5 separate regions of the Sus scrofa genome follow, and regions 1, 3, 4 and 5 are each linked to region 2. A link is a contact called in public Hi-C and HiChIP or PLAC-seq data. All regions are on one chromosome and are shown on one strand. Each heading gives the region's core, a stretch centred on a gene start, on an enhancer-like site or on the middle of the called end of the contact. The rest is flanking DNA. Distances are from core to core; before and after follow the strand shown.

Region 1 (2,700 bases), core at 17-2,516, 720 kb after region 2:
AAGGGTCAGGGGACCTTGTCACAGAAGCGCTGGACAACATGGGGAGGTTAAGGCTGGCGCACTCACAGGGGAGATGGAAAGAGTTTGTCTCCACCTCATAACACAGCATGATCCGGAGGAAACGTCTGTCTGCCCTGAAGGTGACCAGAGGGCTCTGAGCTCCTTATTTCTCCAGGTTTTTCCATCTCTCCCTCCCCTCACACCCTGACGGATGTGTCCTTATCTATTTCACTTCAGAAGCAGTGGACCACAGCTGGCCCTCCGTATCCCAGATGTGGGACCCCTGGATACAGAGGATGCGCACTGTCCTACCTTATCCCGTATAAGGGACTTGAGCATCCGAGGAGCTGGAAGGGATCCCCCGTGGGCACAGATATTGCACAGTGTATCCATTCGGACTCTGCATGTTGCAACCTGGGCCAGATTCTGCGGGGGACCTCTGAAGGCTCCGGGATGGGAGGGGCTGGGCCACTCTTCCTAGGGAGGATATTCCAGCTGGGGAACTGGGGACTGGGAGGAAATCCTTATCAGGCAACATTTGCATATCAAAGAGCGCTTCCTGCTGGGCTGCTTTGCCCAGTAACAAAGTCATCTCATTCAAGGCCAAGAGGCTTTCCTCTGAAGCTAAATTCTACTGTTCTTCCTATTTCTCCCTTGGGGAGACAAAATAGTTCAGTTTCCAAAAGGCGCAGGGAGATAATTCACCTTGCTGGTGGCTCGCTGTAACCCTCACTGTCTCCACGTGGTAGAGCTTCACGGAGGAACCCCAGGATTACAGGAGGTGCTTACGTACCCTCAGACTCCTGAGTTAATCCAAAGCCTATAACTAAGGAGACAGAAATACTGGAGCCTAAGCCAGCCAGCCAGCCAGCCAGCCAGCCAGCCAGCCAGCCAACCATCAGTCCATCACAGAAGCATTAGCTGCATCACTACCACGTTTCTGGCACAAGCCTATTTCACCTTTCTAGATTTTTGACCTTTTAGGTAACATAGGAGAGGAAGAATCTGGAGTGGCGGAAAGACAGGGGATCCTGACACTGACAACTGGCCCAAGTTATGGCAACTCGGGGAAATATGTTTGGTACAACTGATCATGTTCGGGACACACTACCCCACAGAGGGCACCTCGGCATAGCGAGTATTTGAAGGTGAAGGAGTTTGAGAGAAGGGCAGGAACAGGAAGGCACCTCTGATTTCCTCCCTCTTTTCTCCCCAGCACAGGTCTCGAAGCCCTCCCGTGAGAGGTGCCCTGTCCACATTCTGAGGTCAGGAGCACCGCGACTGCTGACGACAAAGGGACACAGAAGCACAGGCCTTGCCAGGTTTCCCCCACTTCCCTGCAGTTGGCCTGTGCTTTTCGACACGGAACTATTCCACCAAGACTGGCTGCGCCCCCTCCATCCCACCGGGAGTAAAGCTCCCTTTCCTCACGAAGGCCCCCGTGTCACCTAACACTTACGCTGAATAAATCTTATGCTTTTGTGTTGTGAATCTGTCTCTGTCCGTTGAATTTTCAGACCCAGCTGGGGACCTGACGAGTCCTCTCCCATAACAGTCAGGTGAAATTGAGAGCCCTCTGGCCCATCTTTCCAGGGATGTTCTCTTTAAAATAAATTTCACACATCGGAGCCTGTTCTTTGGCAGTCAGGTGGCTCACACCTTCAGTGCCCAGCTCAGTCTTTTACTCGTGGAAGACAGTTTTCGAGGCCACCAGCAGTCACTGGATTTACATTTCTTGTTTTCAAGACTTTCTTCAGGTTGGACGCTGGTGTGAGTGGACCCAGCGCCGCATGAGATGAGAGGGCAGTCTGTCCTACTCTCCTCTCGGGGTCCCTGCTGAGAACGGAGGAAAGTGGGCAGGACACAAACAAGAGGTACCAGAGAAGGGGACAGCTGCGAAGGGGGCCATAAAGACCGGCTGGAACCAGCTGAAACCAAGATGGCTTTGGGAACAGTCCGGGCATTGACCTTCAGCTCCTTCTACCTTCACTGTGATTCTAAAAATCACTCCCCTTTATTCCGAGACAGTTCCGAGGAGCCAAAAAGGCCCTGTGAGGCCAAAAAATGGGCAGTGGCCCAACTCCTGGGAAATTCCCGCCCTACCCCGAAATAGCAAGAATATTCATATTTCCCTGCTCATTAGCTACGAGATTCCTTAGTCGATAAAAACAACCACCCCAGCCTGAGGCCACCCTTGCCTTCTGAGAAGGACCGCGTTCCACCTTTGGAATGTGTGTCTCCAAATAAATGTGTGTCTCCTCACTCCGCTTGCTCCTGAATTCTTTTCTGTGTGAAGCCAAGGACCCTCGTGTGGCGGCTGGTACCAGCTCACAGCAACACCGGATCCTTAACCCACTGAGCGAGGTCAGGGATCGAACCCGCAACCTCAAGGTTCCTAGTCACATTCGTCTCCACTGCGCCACAACCGGAACTCCCTGTTTCAGTTTTAACTCTGAGGGTCTCTCCTCCACACCACACCAGTTTCCATACTTGGGTCAGACTGGACTGGGCAGTGGCATCACAGGTACAGGTGGCATGTTGGTTCAATCAATGCAGGGATCCATAATAATGGGAAGAGATTCTTACTGGTTGAGGAATCTTTAAAGCAATGATGACGGGTAATAACCCCCGGCCCAGGGGTAGGTTAAGCCCCTTCCACGCACGAGCATCGCTTTGAATCCTCAGATGAGCTGGTGAGGT
Region 2 (2,700 bases), core at 172-2,671:
AATCGCCCTGGCAGGCGCTCGGCCGGGCGACGTCCTGCGCGCAGTCGGGACCCCTGCACCCCCACGCGCCGGCTCCGGGAAGAGGGACAAAGAGTTTGGGTCAAGTTTGAGCTCCGGGCAGTGCCAGGCTCGGGGAAGGAAGGTCCCCTGGGTGGACACCCGGGTGCCGAAGGTGGAGTAAAGAGAAGAAGCTGCCTGGCGAATACAGGATCCAGAGAGTGGGGGTCAGGCCAATCTCCGCTGAGGGAGTGGCAGGCAAGCTGGGGCTCCGGAAGGCAGGCCTCTCTCGCTCCAAAGTAAAGCAAATCGGCCTCCCGGTCCACCTGGTTTCCCACAGCGCCGCTGGAAAACTCCTTCCCCTCTTACACCAAACTTTGTTCCCGGCTCTGCAGCCTCCTGAGGAGGCTGCGGAGCGGGAAGGGTTAAGGCTGCCCGTCCCAGCTGACAGTCAGCTGATTGGGCCCTGATTGACAGCTCCGAAAAGTTTCCTTGTCTCTACACTATTATGCTAATCGCGGCCGCCTCCCATTGGTCTGGAGTACCAGTCAATTTCCCATTTGGGCCTGACGTCACAAGTGCTATAAAACTCAGCAATTGCTTTAAACTCTTCTTGCTGGATCAGAGGCTTTAAAATCTTTTTTTCATCTTCGAGCTGTAGCTCGGGCTGCTCGTCGGCTCGGCCTCCCCCCTTTTGCTCTCCGCCTCGCCTTTCCCCGGGACTTCGCTATTTTGCTTTAAAAAAAAAAAAAAAAAAAAAAGCCAAGAAAGAACTCAACTCCCCCCTCCCTTTCCTCCAGCCCGGCTGCACCTCTGTCTTGCACTTTGCACGGAGGGAGGAAGAGCGCGAGGGAGAGAGAGAGAAAGAGAGAGAGAGAGAGAGAGAGGAAAGAAAGAGAAAAAAAAAATAAAAAGAGCCAGGCTGAAGAGGAGGCGAGAAGCATGAAGTGTTAACTCCCCCGTGCCAAGGCCAGCGCCGCCCGGACAGCCGCCCGCCGCGCTTCCAGCCCCGAGCGGCCGCCGCGCGCGCCCCGCCTGCAGCCCAGGCCGGCGAGGCGAGCCCTCCTTATGCAAAGGGCGCAGCGGAGCGGCGAGCGGGGGACGCCGCGCACCCGGCCGGGCTCCTCCGGCTTCGCCGCCGCCGCCGCCGCCGCCGCCACCGCAACCCGCGGAGGACCTTCCCGAGCCTGAAGCCGCCGGCTCGGCGCGCTAGGAGACGAGCAGGCGAGGAGGGGCCCGGGCGAGCAGCGAGCACATTGGCGTGAGCAGGGGGAGGGAGGGCGGGCGCGGGGGCGCGGGCAGGGCGGGGGGGTGTGTGCGCGCTCGGAGGTTTCGGGCCAGCCACCGCCGCGCGAGCTAGAAGCGCCCCAGCCCGGCAAGCTGGCTCACCCGCTGGCCACCCAGCACAGCCCGCTGGCCCCTCTCCTGCAGCCCATCTGGCGGAGCGGCGGCGGCGGCGGCGGCAGGAGAATGGCATCAGAACTGGCAATGAGCAACTCCGACCTGCCCACCAGTCCCCTGGCCATGGAATATGTTAATGACTTCGATCTGATGAAGTTTGAAGTGAAAAAGGAACCGGTGGAGACCGACCGCATCATCAGCCAGTGCGGCCGTCTCATCGCCGGGGGCTCGCTGTCCTCCACCCCCATGAGCACGCCGTGCAGCTCGGTGCCCCCTTCCCCCAGCTTCTCGGCGCCCAGCCCGGGCTCGGGCAGCGAGCAGAAGGCGCACCTGGAAGACTACTACTGGATGACCGGCTATCCGCAGCAGCTGAACCCCGAGGCGCTGGGCTTCAGCCCCGAGGACGCGGTCGAGGCGCTCATCAGCAACAGCCACCAGCTCCAGGGCGGCTTCGATGGCTACGCGCGCGGGGCGCAGCAGCTGGCCTCGGCGGCCGGGGCCGGCGCCGGCGCCTCCCTGGGCGGCAGCGGCGAGGAGATGGGCCCCGCCGCCGCCGTGGTGTCCGCCGTGATCGCCGCGGCCGCTGCGCAGAGCGGCGCGGGCCCGCACTACCACCACCACCACCACCACCACGCCGCTGGCCACCACCACCACCCGACGGCCGGCGCGCCCGGCGCCGCGGGCAGCGCGTCCGCCTCGGCCGGTGGCGCGGGCGGCGCGGGCAGCGGCGGCCCGGCCAGCGCCGGGGGCGGCGGCGGCGGCGGCGGCGGCGGAGGCGGCGGCGGAGCGGCGGGGGCGGGGGGCGCCCTGCACCCGCACCACGCCGCCGGCGGCCTGCACTTCGACGACCGCTTCTCCGATGAGCAGCTGGTGACCATGTCGGTGCGCGAGCTGAACCGGCAGCTGCGCGGGGTCAGCAAGGAGGAGGTGATCCGGCTGAAGCAGAAGAGGCGGACCCTGAAAAACCGCGGCTATGCCCAGTCCTGCCGCTTCAAGAGGGTGCAGCAGAGGCACGTCCTGGAGTCCGAGAAGAACCAGCTGCTGCAGCAGGTCGACCACCTCAAGCAGGAGATCTCCAGGCTGGTGCGCGAGAGGGACGCGTACAAGGAGAAATACGAGAAGTTGGTGAGCAGCGGCTTCCGAGAAAACGGCTCGAGCAGCGACAACCCGTCCTCTCCCGAGTTTTTCATGTGAGTCTGACACGCGATCCCAGCTAGCCACCTTGATAAGTGCTCCATGGGGGTCCGACTCGGGTGTGGGCTTGCCAGTTCCAGAGCCTTGCTCGCCACCACCTCGCCCCCT
Region 3 (2,700 bases), core at 121-2,620, 640 kb after region 2:
AGTATTTCTTTCCACCTTTTTCACATTATAATAATGGCTTCACAGCTCCTGAAAAGGGCCCTGGCGCATTGGCAAATGGTGCATGACAGGGCGAAACCCTGGGCTTTGTCGCACCAGCTTCGCTCCAAAGAAAGTCCTCCTCTGCCTTCGTTTCCCTGCCATTAACTGAGATGAAATGAGTTTTTCCCTCTTTTGATTCCACCCCCCGCTGCCTATTACCGTGTGACGCGACTGGGCTTCCGGGCCCCATTATTTCACCGAGGATCCTTTTATTCTGGTTTGGGAGTCCGCGCCTGCAAGGTTATCTGTGTGCAGAGCGTCGTGCGGTCCCCGCATTCATTTTTGAAATCTGATCTCATTGATAAGAACAAGACCGTTCGCATTGCATTTGTCAGATAAGGAGCTCGGGTGCCGGAGTCATAATTTTTTGACTTCACTCAGGGCTCCCTGTTAAAATACGCCGAACGATAAAAATGCAAGTATTATAAAAATAACCTTTGTATCCAAAGTGTTGTCCTATCTCCTCTTTCTTTTTCTGCCTCTTCTCCTTCGTCTTTTTTTTAATAAGAGCACATTCCGCCCTTGTCTACCTCCTCACAGTCAGGTGCCAGGCACAATTTTTATGCTTCTATTTCAAATGGTCTTGCCACCCCCAGGGCCAGCCTTGGGCAGGCAGGAAGAAGGAAAGAAAAGAAAACAACAACAAACAAGAGGGTTAACAAGGAAAGAATCAACCGCACGCAGTTTGTCTGAAAGGGGTTTTGATTAATTTCCCTCCGAAGGTCTAACCCACGTGGGGAAAGCAGGTATCCTGATCCTGAGAAGGGAACGAATCGGATCCATGGGTGCTTGGTCCCCGGAGCAGAGTCAGAGAACATTTAAAGATCAGGGTCCTATGTCCCTGGTCCTGCAGGACAGAATTCTGCCCAGGGAACAGCAGGGTATTGTTCCCTCCAGGGAAGCAGCCAAACATACGGCGTGTAACACCCCACCTGCACCAGACCTGAACGGGGAGTAGGAGAGGCTGGCGGCCTCCACCCCTGAAAACAGCCTTCTGATGCCATCAGAGCCGCCCACCCCCTCTGGCAAAGCACCCCCCCCGGGGGGGGGGACCTGGAGGTGGCCACGGAGCCCAGCGATCGCCTTATAGAAATATGAGCACCAGGCAGAGGGCGGGAGCCCCACGTGTGTCTCCATCCCCCTGGGGTGGCAGCCACACAAAGACGCCGGTGACAAAACTAGGAGACAGCCGTGGGCTTCCGAGCGGCGTGCCAAGCCGCCCGGCGCAAGGTCCTGTCCCTGTCCCTGTCCGGGCCCCGTACACCCGGGCCTGCAGCTGATAACACTGTAATAGTCCTCCTTTGAGGACAGAGGCTCCCGCGTGCTGATTAGTCATTTATCACACCTGGCAGCCCTGCTGAACTATAATTACTCTTCTCTTATCCTGCCGCGCTGTCATGTCCGAGAGGAGAGGCGAGGCAGAGTCCCCAGTTAATGACACATTACCCTCTTGACAAGCACTTAAAGGTTTTATTGTAAATATTCAAGATATAACACATCCAAGATTCCCTTTTTAATTATAAAAAGCAATTTCAGGGCCTTCCTTCCCTGGCCGCCCCTCCCCACCCCCCCACCCCCCCCACCCCAGCCCCAAATAGTAAAGTTTCGGGCGCCTTATCCTCCCTGCTTTACCGCAAACAAACTGATATTCCCTTTGTCACGGAAACGCATTGCTACAAGTTAACTCAGTATCTCGCCGCAATTATCGGACATATTGCCTATGAAATTGGTAATTTAAACACACATCGCCTTTCCACAAAAGTTAAATTTCCGCCCCGAAAGAAGGGGAAAATGTGCATTTATATGAAAAATTATATATGAAAAAAAGCCGAAAATGCAGCATAAATAGTCCGGTTTTCCTCATCGGAAAGAGAGGGAGGAAGTCACTGAATGATTTTTTTTTTTTTTTCAAGATGAGACTAACTGAGGTTAAAAAAAATATATGGGTACGTATTTTCTTCATCAGCTAAAAAACTGGAAATTTGTGGGTCGTTAAATCCTGATTGCCTGCTTATACGGTTTGGGGAGAAAGCCAACTGGGCATTCAGTGACTCCGGGGGCTATTTTTATCCCTCAAGGAGCATTCAGGGGACATGTCCCTGGTGGCAAGGGGGACCCTGGCAGAACCGTTTCCTCCTGCCACCTTCCAGATGATTTTTTTTGGGGGGGGGATCTTTCTGCTCTGTGTGCCCTGTTGGTTAGGCTTGAGGCTGCCGTGGACCAACTTTGCTAAGAGTCATGAGGCTGGAGAGCTGACGATAATAAAACCTTTGACTCTGCTGGAAGAAAAACCCCATGCAGACACACATAACCACACCACGCTCCCACCTGAAGCCACAGCTGGTGTACAAAGAGCTCGCCTGAGCCCTGAGGATGCTACCTGCCCTCCTGAACTTCATACACGTGTTAGGTATTTTTAGGTCCAAGTGGACAGGGACGGACGTTCCAGTGTGCTGGCTTGTATGTGTGTGCGATCTGCTTCCAATCAGTTGAAGGCCACGGCCAGGAAAAAGCCATTAGAGCATGGGAACCTCTGGGTTTGGGATCCAGGATGCAGAGATAAAGCAGCAGTGGAAGCCACTCTTGCTCCGATCTCCTCTGGTCCATGATTCACTTGAGTTGATCTCTCTGGTCCAGCCA
Region 4 (2,700 bases), core at 184-2,683, 810 kb before region 2:
AGGTCTGCTCGTCAGGTGAAAAATCGAAACTATGAAATGACAGTGCTATTAACGAAATAACAGTGTCAGAAACTTCCTGGTTATAGTCTAAAGGCTGAAAAAAAAGAAAAAAGGAAAGAGGAATGGCTTTCTCTGATATGATTCACTCTGTTTTTTTGGTATTTGCAGCTAATGTTTGTATCTCACGTTGGAAAGCATTGCACTAAAGCATAATAGCGGTACAGGAGAGCACTAACAGTACATTTTTGCCATTTTGTCTATAAGACAACGCCACAGATCCTTTCAGCCACAGCCCTCGTTTTTCTTTTTCTGTTTCACTTCTAACCGAACAATTTTCTCTGCTCTTCCTGGCATTTCACTCTTTTCCCATGTGTTTTCTTCTTTCGTGATTTCTGAGACCTCTTAATACAATCGCCTAATCCCCATGGCCAATCTTCTTTTCATTCCTTTCTTAAAAAACCAACAACTTTTTGCTTTCACTTTGCTCTTTTTCAAACTTTCCTCAGTCGCCACTATCCTTTTCTTATCCTCCTCCCCTTTCTTTTTTTTTTTTTTTTTTTTTTTTTTGCTTTTTAGGGCGCCATCCGTGACATATGGTGGTTCGAATCAGAGCTACAGCTGCTGGTCTGCACCACAGCCACAGCAACGCTAGATCCGAGCGGCGTCTGCGACCTACACCGCAGCTCACTGCAATGCCGGATCCGTAATCCACTGAGCGAGGCCAGGGATGGAACCTGCGTTCTCATGGATTCTAGTCGGGTTTGTTAACCAGTGAGCCACAAAGGGAACTCCTCCTTTCCCCCCCCCCCCCCCCCCTCAATGTTTCCTCCTTCTCCCTTCTCTCCATTCCCTTGCGTTCCCAGTCCCATCTCTTTCTTTCCTCTCAGGGAGATTTTTCTCCTCTCTTTGGCGCCCCTCCCCTTTTCGAAATTTCCTCGCTCTTAACGAGATTTCCCATCCCCCTCAGGATCTTTCATCCCCTCCGTATCTCTCTTCCTCTTTACGATATTCTCCCTCCCCAATTACTACCGCAAGAACCACCCCCCCACCTTAGATATATATGCCCCAAGACAGCTTTCCCATCTAGATATATTCTTCCCCCTCTTCCATGGTAGCTTTTAGTCCCTCCAGGGTCTCCGCGTCGCCCCTCCAAGAAGCTTGCGGAACACCCAGCCCACCGCTGTGCCGGGACCCGCCGGGCCCCGGGACCCGCCGGGCCGGGATCGGTCCCGGGAGCCGGGCAGCGAAACCCCTCGCCCTTAGAGCGGCGGGTCGGGGACGGAGACCCCGGATTTACCATCGCTCGGGCGGCGAAACTCTGGGCTCAATCTAGCGCTACGGCAGCGAGGATGTCAACAACGCTTCCAAGTCGTTGCTAGGAGACCGGGGAGGAAGTGACCTTCCGGAAGTGTTGGTGCCGCGCCTGCGTGTTTGCGGGTCGGGCAGCCGCCAGGCAGGTTCTTCCGCCCCGAGCTGGCCTGGCGCCTCCCGGCCGCCATAAGCGGAGGCTGGGGAGCGTGGCCCCGAGTGCTCACCTGGGGTCGAGGAGTACCGAGGGGCTTAGGCCGGGCTCCGGGTCATTCGTTCGTCCTCTCATTCATTCATTCCTTGAGGTACGCATTCGTGTAACAGGCACTTCTTCATCCAAGAACGATTTATTGACCACCTACCACGTCCCGGGCTCTCCTCTGGGTCTGGGGTCCATTCTAGCGCGGGAGACAGCCGAATGCGACAAAACGAAGCAATACCGTCTAAGTGTGATACGTGCTCTGGACCAAATAAGCCGGGGTGGGTCCGTCTGACTCCGAGGTGACATTTGGTACTAGACTCCGATGCCTGTGACACTCGGAGAACTGTCGCGCTGCCTCGTGCGGCGCTGATAGGTTTGTTCCCCGCCCCCAAGGACAGTTGTTTTTAATTAAAGCAGAACTATATCGCAGCATCGAAAAGTAGTAGCTTATGTATTTTCATTAATTTACATCTCCCCACCCCCAAAGCAGTAGGTGAAGCGCCATCTTACGGCTTATATTCTCCGTACTTCTAGCACCCCCAAGCTGCCCTTCACTCAGTGGGAAGAGTTGCTCCATACTGGTAATTTTGTTTAGTGTATTAGGATCTTTATTTTTGTTTTTACAGAATTATTTGCCCACATTTCTGAGTTGCTGTAAAACTGTAAATGCTAGTGTCGGAGGTTCTACCGAGGGCCATAGAAAAGCAGCTCGCTGGGTTTTTAAGGAACTGGTGGGGAAACAAGTTAGAGCAGTTAGGGATGGTCAGAAGTCACCTGCTCGTTTGAAGGGCATTGTGTATCTTTGTAGCCTGGGAGGAAGAGCACAGCTATGTGTGAGGCACAGAAGGAAAGTTTTGTGTCGTGTTTTCATGTGGTCCTAGGGTTTGAAGAGGGCTTTGATTACTAAACTGAGTACTAAATACAAGTGGTGAGTTGCAGATGCATCTTCATAGGGACCATGCTATAATGATCCCTGTAATACTGATCTGGTTTGTGCTTCCATTTCCAGTAAGTTGTCTCACCACAAACAAGACAGGCAATAGGTAGGAGCATCAACTAGAATTTCTATAGGTTCTTGTCAGGGATTCCCCAGGAATGGTTTTGAACTGGGAGGGTTTGGACTAGATGATCCGTTTCAGTTTGGTCTTGTCAGTTTAGGATTTTTACATTATGTACAGAAACACTCTTGA
Region 5 (2,700 bases), core at 49-2,548, 520 kb after region 2:
TCGGCCGGGCCTGCGTGGATCCGGGCTATAGGCTGCACCCAGGCGAGGCCGAAGAGGCCAAAACCTGGGATGTGTGGCCTGTTTGCTAACTTGAACCCGGATAGAGTGCTCCGTTCATCTGTTTTAAATCGTGGTTTGAAGCACAGTTATGTGATAAGAAAAAAATTACGGCTGTTTCTCTTGGCCATCTGAGTAATTGGGACACTGGCTTTTGGAAAACTACTGACATCAGGACCACAGGCATATGCAAAACTGAACTGAGAATTAAAGAGGCTCAGGGGGCTTCATGTTTTTAAAGGCTGCCCGAGTCCCCTTCCAGAGTTTCGCTAATGCGACCAACCAATCAACTCGGGACATTCCTGAAAAGGTGCCACTCTTTCTCCAGCTCCTGTGACGTGTGGCAGGTAATGGTCCTGCATAAATACTCTGCTATTATTTTCTTAATGAAATCCTACTGGACATCCCTGGGGGGCCTTATTTAGCTGACCTCTCATGAACAGTGTTGCAAGGAGGGTGTTTTTCTTGCACAGGATCCCCCAACACGGGGACCTGACATAACCCTGCCTGAATTCAATTCCCATGCGTATCTTTCAACCTTACACACGGCCTTGTTTATTAAAAACATAATATACAAAGCAATGATTTCAAATATGACTGCTTCCTGAACGGAGGGAGGCAGACACTGGGACGAGTGTTCCCCCCGGGTCAGGTGGCGGTTGGGAGAAAGGCACAGGGAAGAGCCTGTAGCTTGATCACCCCAGCCCCGTTTTTGACAAGTTAAGACTCCCTGAATTAATTCACTGATGCCGAGACCATGAAAGGAACAAAAGTGCAATATATCCTTCCAGTGTGACTTCAAATATGACAAGGTTATCACTTAATATACCATCTTTCAAGAATTGATTTATGGGCCTCTGGGTGTTCCCACTTGGACTCGACGCTATATTTACCTGGGATTATGGCATTCAGGGATATTCCTTTAAATCCTGTAAAGTGAACGGAAAAATCTGCCAGATCTCATTTCCAGGGAATGACACAAACAGCACTGTAATTTTTTCATCTGCGCTGGGAGGCTGGATTCTGAAACGTGGCAGAGTTTCCTTTTCTTGAAGCTTCTCTTTTGTTCCTCATTTACTGAATTTATTTAATACCTTGTCCAATCATCTATTTCACCCAAAGGCCCACGACTCTTAGGCATACAGCGTCTTCCTTTGCGACGGCTACCGTGCGTCTTCCTCTCCCACAGGGACCTCGCAAAAGGGAGGGACCAGCGACAGTCTTGCTGAATCGTCTTCCTGGTTATTGGCCAAGGAGACAGCACCCTCGCTTGGGAAAGAGGACCTGGGAGGGAGGGGCCGTGTGGATTCCTGCCAGCTCTCACTGTAACACATTTTTCAGGGATGAAATCAAATAGAAAGATAAGCCTGCTGGCCATCGTGTGTTCTGTTTGTGATAAAAATCTCATCCAAAATAGGATTATGTAAATGTCCTTTTTTATGACATCCTACACATCTCAGTAGTTCCATTTATGGCCAAGAATGCAGTGGTCTCTGGCTGGCACGGAGCCATTTCCCCCTTTTCTGCTTCAAGGGCAACCCGTCTTCCTTGGCCAACCCGCCAGCAGTAGCTCATCTCTGTGCAGAGAACATGAAAATTCCGAAGATCTGCCAGGGAGCATATGGACTTGATCAGAGCCCACTGAGATAAAGACTGCATCTTGCACCACAGGGACTACAGGCCCAATTTGGAGGACTTCCAGCCCAGAGCATTTCATCATGGTCTCTTTGGCTGTTCTGATTCATTTGTTCTTGGCTTCCGACATGATGCGCCATTAAAGTATCAACTCCATGTAGGCAGGGTCAATGTCATGTGTGCTCTGAGCCTGACTAGAGCACCAGTACATGACAGCCATTTGTTTCACAGTCCTAATGGTCCCCCTTGGGTCTCAAGACTCGGTTCAATGACATCTTCACCAGGACGCCTTCACGGACCCTGCCTGTCACATAGAAGTGACCCCCTCCTCTTTCAGACCTTGACTTTGCTATACGTTGAAGTCTTCCATACTAATAAGATGAATGCACTTATTTGTTATTGATACTAATTAGAATGCTGTACGTTACTTAGTATTTAGCCAATGAAAATACTATCTTTTGAGGGCTAGTTGTCAAGCACTGTACTAAGCACTGCGTGGATGATTTCATTTCGGCCCTTGGTTGGATGTCCTAGAAGAGGAGTAGAAAGGGCATAGGTTCCTGAATCAGATACTCTGGGTTTGAAATCTTGGGTCTACCAACTGGTAACCATGAGCTTGGGCCAATTCCTTTTCTAGGGATTTTTCAGTAAAATGGGGATAGAAATAAAAATGGCAACTGTATTCTGAGAGATACATCAATTAATTCATGTGAAGGGCTAAGATAGAGTAAGGACTCAATAAATATTAGCTTTTTTTTTTTTTTTTTTTTTTTTGGCAACAGTGTACAGTGGCTTGATCTCAGTCCAGAGACCAGGGAATGAACCTGGGCCACAGTGATGTAACTACCAAATCCTAACCACTAGACCACAGGGAACTCCCATATCAGCTATTTTTATTATCTCTATTCTGTAGATGAGGAAACTGGGATTTCAGAGATTAAGTGACCTACCAAAGAGGACCTGGCTACTGAGCAGTGACGCTCAGACTTCACTCTGGGAAGCCTAACC

What was found. Hi-C and Micro-C count contacts between places; a contact is called where the count stands out from the background. HiChIP or PLAC-seq counts read pairs in DNA pulled down with a chosen protein or histone mark.
Region 1: a contact with region 2 is called in a Hi-C map of omental adipose tissue, with 2.2 times the contacts expected there. The contact joins the enhancer-like site here to the promoter of MAF in region 2. A contact is called at or near these places in 2 of 5 promoter capture datasets (fetal liver and liver), 16 of 47 Hi-C or Micro-C datasets (adipose tissue, alveolar macrophages, embryonic fibroblasts and 8 more) and 2 of 2 datasets of contacts at active chromatin or transcription factors (alveolar macrophages and skeletal muscle).
Region 3: a contact with region 2 is called in a Hi-C map of skeletal muscle, with 4 times the contacts expected there. The contact joins the enhancer-like site here to the promoter of MAF in region 2. A contact is called at or near these places in 2 of 5 promoter capture datasets (fetal skeletal muscle and liver), 2 of 47 Hi-C or Micro-C datasets (liver and skeletal muscle) and 1 of 2 datasets of contacts at active chromatin or transcription factors (skeletal muscle).
Region 4: an H3K27ac HiChIP or PLAC-seq map of alveolar macrophages shows a contact between it and region 2. The contact joins the promoter of DYNLRB2 here to the promoter of MAF in region 2. A contact is called at or near these places in 1 of 5 promoter capture datasets (liver), 2 of 47 Hi-C or Micro-C datasets (fibroblasts and heart right ventricle) and 2 of 2 datasets of contacts at active chromatin or transcription factors (alveolar macrophages and skeletal muscle).
Region 5: a Hi-C map of retroperitoneal adipose tissue shows a contact between it and region 2, with 1.6 times the contacts expected there. The contact joins the enhancer-like site here to the promoter of MAF in region 2. A contact is called at or near these places in 2 of 5 promoter capture datasets (fetal liver and skeletal muscle), 4 of 47 Hi-C or Micro-C datasets (heart right ventricle, psoas muscle, retroperitoneal adipose tissue and 1 more) and 2 of 2 datasets of contacts at active chromatin or transcription factors (alveolar macrophages and skeletal muscle).

Annotation. Positions count from the first base shown.
Region 1 is chr6:9,186,180-9,188,879 of Sscrofa11.1, forward strand. The region is part of intron 8 of WWOX (WW domain-containing oxidoreductase); the gene reads right to left. Among named protein-coding and RNA genes, the nearest start is that of WWOX, 680 kb to the right of the region's middle. Within about 2 kb of position 1,267, at least 2 of the 83 cell types and tissues checked have an H3K27ac peak or open chromatin away from gene starts, as enhancers often do. A contact at or near this core is called in omental adipose tissue, where this site is marked.
Region 2 is chr6:8,467,315-8,470,014 of Sscrofa11.1, forward strand. MAF (transcription factor Maf) reads left to right here and starts at 1,422. Exons shown (of 3, transcript XM_021097066.1): 1 at 1,422-2,588. The coding sequence starts at 1,468. LOC106510467 (a long non-coding RNA gene) reads right to left here and starts at 73. Exons shown (of 2, transcript XR_001308967.2): 1 at 1-73.
Region 3 is chr6:9,106,606-9,109,305 of Sscrofa11.1, forward strand. All of the region lies in intron 8 of WWOX (WW domain-containing oxidoreductase), which reads right to left. Among named protein-coding and RNA genes, the nearest start is that of MAF, 640 kb to the left of the region's middle. Within about 2 kb of position 1,371, at least 3 of the 83 cell types and tissues checked have an H3K27ac peak or open chromatin away from gene starts, as enhancers often do. A contact at or near this core is called in skeletal muscle, where this site is marked.
Region 4 is chr6:7,659,947-7,662,646 of Sscrofa11.1, forward strand. DYNLRB2 (dynein light chain roadblock-type 2) reads right to left here and starts at 1,434. Exons shown (of 4, transcript XM_021097077.1): 1 at 1,298-1,434. The coding sequence starts at 1,300. All of the region lies in intron 8 of CDYL2 (chromodomain Y-like protein 2), which reads left to right.
Region 5 is chr6:8,989,158-8,991,857 of Sscrofa11.1, forward strand. The region is part of intron 8 of WWOX (WW domain-containing oxidoreductase); the gene reads right to left. Among named protein-coding and RNA genes, the nearest start is that of MAF, 520 kb to the left of the region's middle. Within about 2 kb of position 1,299, at least 13 of the 83 cell types and tissues checked have an H3K27ac peak or open chromatin away from gene starts, as enhancers often do. A contact at or near this core is called in retroperitoneal adipose tissue and subcutaneous adipose tissue, where this site is marked.